Linked DNA regions of Mus musculus: region 2 is linked to region 1. The links are chromatin contacts, called in public promoter capture Hi-C maps. All regions are on one chromosome and are shown on one strand. The core of a region is the stretch at or near the end of the contact, and the rest is flanking DNA. Distances in the headings are between cores, read along the strand shown. Region 1 overlaps Rasgrp2 (RAS, guanyl releasing protein 2). Region 2 holds the start of Rcor2 (REST corepressor 2).

Evidence for each region. Promoter capture Hi-C pulls out the DNA fragments that hold promoters and counts their contacts.
Region 2: a promoter capture Hi-C map of liver shows a contact between it and region 1, with 2.4 times the contacts expected there. A contact is called at or near these places in 3 of 39 promoter capture datasets (liver and pre-B cells), 1 of 484 Hi-C or Micro-C datasets (embryonic stem cells) and 3 of 130 datasets of targeted methods (embryonic stem cells and pancreatic cancer cells).

Annotation. Positions count from the first base shown.
Region 1 is chr19:6,406,902-6,409,601 of GRCm38.p6, forward strand. It overlaps Rasgrp2 (RAS, guanyl releasing protein 2), which reads left to right. Exons shown (of 17, transcript NM_011242.3): 9 at 140-421; 10 at 1,270-1,347; 11 at 1,547-1,669; 12 at 1,938-2,053. Gm14965 (a long non-coding RNA gene) reads right to left here. Exons shown (of 3, transcript XR_879495.2): 3 at 2,499-2,700. Among named protein-coding and RNA genes, the nearest start is that of Rasgrp2, 7.7 kb to the left of the region's middle.
Region 2 is chr19:7,267,022-7,269,721 of GRCm38.p6, forward strand. It overlaps Rcor2 (REST corepressor 2), which reads left to right and starts at 1,258. Exons shown (of 12, transcript NM_001320554.1): 1 at 1,258-2,067. The coding sequence starts at 1,941.

The sequences.
Region 1 (2,700 bases), core at 185-2,684:
TGATAGGGAGGATTTGACCTTCTTGCCTATCTTCGGCCTTGCCCCCATCCCTTCCCACAGTTCCAGGGCTGAAGTGGGAGGATGGTTGAGTGGTGTGGGTGAGTGACACTCTGCCTTTTCCCCCCACCTCTTACCCCAGCTCTGGGAAGGTCTGACAGAACTAGTGACAGCTACTGGCAACTACAGCAACTACCGGCGCAGGCTGGCAGCCTGCGTGGGCTTCCGCTTTCCTATCCTGGGAGTGCACCTCAAGGATCTAGTGGCTCTGCAGCTGGCTCTGCCTGACTGGCTGGACCCAGGTCGGACCCGGCTCAATGGAGCCAAGATGAGGCAGCTTTTCTGCATTCTGGAGGAGTTGGCCATGGTGACCAGCCTTCGCCCACCCGTACAAGCCAACCCCGACCTGCTGAGCCTGCTCACGGTGAGGGGCTGGGCAGCATGGCTGCATTTGCATCTGCTGTGGCTGTGTGCTTGCTGGGTTCTGAGGTTTCCCTTGGGCTCTGTTTGGGGCTTGCTCTGGACTCTGATGTGATTTCAAGGTTGGGCTGAGACCTGGGCCTAGGGTCTGGTCTCAGGAGCTGTTAATGTGGTTCATAGGCTTAGTCTGAGGCTGGGCCTGGGTCCTTGCTCCTGGTAGTGGATTATATTCGAAAGGCAGGACTAACCTTTGGATTTGTGGGTGCCATGGTGATTTCTTTCTTTCTTGTTTTTAAAGATTTATTTATTTCATTTATATGAGTACACTGTAGCTGTCTTCAGATACATCAGAAAAAGGCATCAGATCCTAACAGATGGTTGTGAGCCACCGTGTGTTTGCTGGGAATTGAACTCAGGACCTCTGGAAGAGCAGTCAATGCTCTTAACCGCTGAGCCCTGACATGGGTGATTTCTAACATGGCCCTGGGCTCCTGAGTGAGGCTCTTTTAGTATTTACTTGTTTTGATTTTGAGACAGGATCTCACTTGGTAGCCCAGCGACTCAGACCTACTAGGAAGCCTAAGCTAACCTTGAACTCGTGGAGGTCTTTAGGCCAGGTTCTGACGCTGCGTTTTGGCTGATATTTTGGCAACGAGTTGTGTTTAAAGTTGGCTCTGTGGGCCGGCTGGCACGGAAGTGGTTGCAGGTGTTTTCTAGCTGGCCTTTGACCTGAGTCTAGCTCTCACATCAGGCTCTGGGCAGACTGGTAGTCCTGTGGCCCTGAGTTTGGGACTCCTGTGTGAGAGAGGAACAGGGATCAGAGGGTGTGAGCAGACCTGTGTGTCGCCGCAGGTGTCCCTGGATCAGTATCAGACAGAGGATGAGCTGTACCAGCTCTCACTGCAGCGAGAGCCACGCTCCAAGTCGTCGGTAAGGGAGCCCCTTCCCCATCACCCCATCACTGCACTTTAGTATCCTAGGATGCAAAGACAAAACCCCACCCACTACACTTGCCTGACAATGGAATGCTGGGGGTTGGGGTGGCTTTGGGCAGACTCTCTTTCCATTTACTCGAGCCTTAGATTCATTCCTGCTCTGGCCCTGGCTCAGACCTAACCCTCTTCCACAGCCAACCAGCCCCACCAGCTGCACCCCGCCTCCCCGGCCCCCTGTGTTGGAAGAGTGGACCTCAGTTGCCAAGCCTAAGCTGGACCAAGCCTTGGTGGCAGAGCACATTGAGAAGATGGTGGAGGTGAGAGGCGTGGAGGCCGAGGGAATCTGCTGGGAATAGGGGTGTGTGATGCTGGTTTCCCTAGAGCCTTGCCCTGGGAGCCACTGTTAATGCCAGTGCTAACCATCCCCAGCAGGCACCACTCCAGGCAAGCTAGTTGCATTATGGGCTGGGGAGACAGGACCAAAAAGGAGCATGGGAGACATCTCTGATACTCTTTATAATATAGACTGGGCTCGGAGGTTCCTTTTAATTCTCCCCTCTCCTGGTCTCCTGTGTTCCTCTGTAGTCTGTGTTCCGGAACTTTGACGTGGATGGGGACGGTCACATCTCCCAGGAGGAGTTTCAGATCATCCGGGGCAACTTCCCTTATCTCAGCGCCTTTGGGGACCTGGACCAGAACCAGTGAGGAGGACAAGGGCCCGGGGGGTGGGGTGGAGGGAAGACATCAATCTACTTCCCCCTTGGGCTCCAGTGTCTGTGTGTGCAGAGAGCGAGGCCTTGCTTGGGAAGCTGCCCATGTGGCTGTGATGGGGTGGAGGGAAGCTGCCAGTCCTAGAGGGATAGTGTCACTTTGGTAGTTTGGACAGATGGGGGAGCCCCACCTGAGCCTGGCAAAGAGAACACTTTTTTATTTGTAGAGCCCATAGCTGCCAAGAGTGTGGGCAAGTCGAGCTCCTGGGTTTAATGAACAGATAAAGGCCGTGATTAGCAGCATCCAGTTGCTTATCCACAGCTCACACACAGACAGGCTGGAAAACATCTGGATCTCTGAAGCAGGTTGAATGTGCCCTCTGTAACCATGTCTATGCCCCATTTTTTTGCTGAGATGACAAAAACCCAGGCAAAATTTACCGTCCATCCCAGGTTGATTTATTTTTAAATGTGACCTGTATTTCAAAACTATGTGGTTTGGGGACTGGGGCTGTGTCTCAGTTGGCAGAACATCTGCCAAGCATGCTTGAAGCCCTGGGTTTTATTCCTAACCATGACTAATGCGCAGGCGGACACACTTCTGCCATCCCAGCACCGGGGAGGTAGAAAGGACCGGA
Region 2 (2,700 bases), core at 8-2,507, 860 kb after region 1:
CAGTGCTGAAGTCGGGCGGGGTCGTGTCTGACTCTGCCAGCCGCAGGCAAAGAGCCCCCAGGAACAGGATGCCCCAGCCAGGTCGTGGCCTGACCACAGGACCCAGGCCGGTCGGCCACAGCCAGTGGGTAGGGGCAGGGATCCCCGGTTGGGGCCAGGGCTGCTTCTAAATTTAGGAATCTGATTACAGAGTGGCCAAGGAAGGGAAGGGAGAGGAGGGTGCGCGTGCAGGCTCGGCTCGATCTGGGCATAGCGGGTGTGCCCGGGTAGAGGCGTGTCCAGGAGTCCGGGCTCCCCGTGGGAGGGACAGCGGGCGGGGGCTTCGGCCTGTGTGAGCTGCAGCACGTGCCCCAGGCGGCGGGGACGGGCACAGGCGCAGCTCACAGGCTTCGAGCTGCTGCCGGTGAGTGCGCTGGCTCTTTGTGTGCCTGGCAGGGTGGCTGGGTCTGGCTTTGAAAGTCTCTGCCCACCCCCTCCCCCAACTCCGTCTGTGCCTCCCAACCCGCTTCCCTGTCTGTCACTCTGCCTGTGCCTGTCCGGGGGGAGGGGGGATGCTGCTTCCAGCTGGGGTGACAGTGAACCCAGTGAGGAGCTCGCCCCTTTCAGCCCAGAACTTGCCCTATTACCTTTCATACTCATTCCTCAATCTTTGATACTACTGTTTTGGGTGCAGACTGCAGCAGTTGAAAGACACTAGGGTGACCCCTGGGGACCCACAGACCTAGCAGAAGTCAGGTTCTAGCCCAGTGGCTCTTATAGAAATTCATCTTGCGCCTGTCCGGCCTCCCATCCGCTTTGGCCCCCAAGGGCGCATGAAGGGGGGGATCCCCCTGCGGAAGGGGGGGCAGGGAGTTCCTTGGCAGGAAGGGAAATGGAAGGAAAAGCTGGGCTCCACCCGGGCGGTCGGACAGGCGGCCTCAGGGCCCCCGGGGCAGGCCACAGTAACCAGAGCCCAGTAGTGTGTGGAACCGGTGTGCTTGTGGGTGGGGCTGACCCCGGGCTTCTCCTGGGGGGCACTGGGGTCTACCCAAAAGGGCCAAGTCTGAGAACTCAGAGACACCAAGGGTGCTCCCTGGGGGGGGTACGTGCGCCCCATTCCGGTCCTGACCCCACCCCCTGGAGGTCTAGCCCCGGCCCCAGGCCCCGCCCCCCGGGCCCTCCCTCCCACCCCAGGGCCAGATGTTCAGCTGGCGGAGGCATCGGCTGGGGGAGGGGTGCTGAGGCCGCAGCCGGCACTACTTCCCTGCCAGCAGCTTCATTGTGTGCGCGAGGAGCGAGCGGCGGCGGAGAGCGGGCGAGCGAGCGGCGGTAGCGCGAGCGCGGCGGGGCGAGCGAGCGCGCCGGGGAGGGTGCGAGGCGGCGCCCGCGGCTGCGCTCCGCCCGCCTCCCGGCAACTCTGCTCCAGCGCCGCACGCCGTGCGCGCCGTCCTGCCGCCGGGGCTCCAGCCGGCTGGCGTGGTTGCCGTGGGGTCGGGTCGGGCAGGGTTACCTCCGTTGGGGATCGGGGCATCCTCAGCGCAGCCGAGGGGCGCGGAGTCAGCTGCGGCGGCCACTGCGCGGTAGCCCTTGCTGGCCAAACAGCGTGGGCAGGCGCGCGGCGCGGCTCCGGGGCTCCCCGAGGGCAACGCGCCCCGACTCTCCCCGGGGGAGAACCAGCCCCGAGGGGCGCACGGAGCGAGCGTGCCCCCGGCCGCGCCGTCTCCCCCGTACCCCCACTTCACAAACTTTTCTGCCGTCCTCGCCCGTGGGGGTCGCAGTGAGCGTTAGGGCTGCCCTCCGGGGCCCCGACCTCCCGGACCCTAGCCACGCTGACCTCCTGCCTCTCGTAGCCTCAGTGGCGACCCCTCCAGGCCGGGCCAGGCGCAGCACTCGAGGCAAGCGCGGCAAGCTCCTGCGCTCTCCAAAGGATCCCGTGCCCCTCGGGGCTGCCGGGTAGGGTAATGCCCTCAGTAATGGAGAAGCCCAGTGCGGGCTCCGGGATCTTGTCCCGAAGTCGGGCCAAGACGGCACCCAACGGCGGACAGCCACACTCGGAGGATGACAGCAGCGAGGAGGAGCACTCTCATGGTGAGCCTGGTGGCCTAGGGTTAAAGGCGCGCTGGTCCGGGGAGGGATCATGGAAGGTGGAGGAGGGGGGGGGGAGAGTTGCGAACCACAGATGGTTTCTGCCGCTCCTGGATTGCAACCTCAGCCTTCTCGTGCCTGGTGTTGCCGGCACAGGAAATCTACAGGCTGGGCCCTTGACCACCCACCTCCCCTTTGCCCTCAGTCGTTGAGGGAGCTTAGGATGCCTCTCTTGGATGGATTGGGTCCTCATACCTTGCAGCCTTGCAGGGGACTGAGGTCTGATTGGACCAGGTACTGGGAAGATACCTCTATGCGGAGCTGTGAAGCTCATGTGGTGGGGAGGAGCCCCGAGCTCTCTGCAAGGCTGTGGTCCAGATCTAGGGGCAGCCCTCCAAGCTCCCACCCCCAGTTAGAACAAAGCACTTTGCTCTAGCCTGGGCTTTAAAAGTGTCCTCTTAACCTCCCCTTCCCCCCATGGCCATGACTAGGCAGGGTATGACTCTCCTAGTACCTTCTATCGGAGGGTAGCTGGGGGGCACTATCAAGGAAAAGTGAGTCTCCTGTATGGTGGGGGTCCCTGAGTGGTCAGGAAGGAGAACTCCAGATCAGCTACCTCCCCTCACTATATCCTCC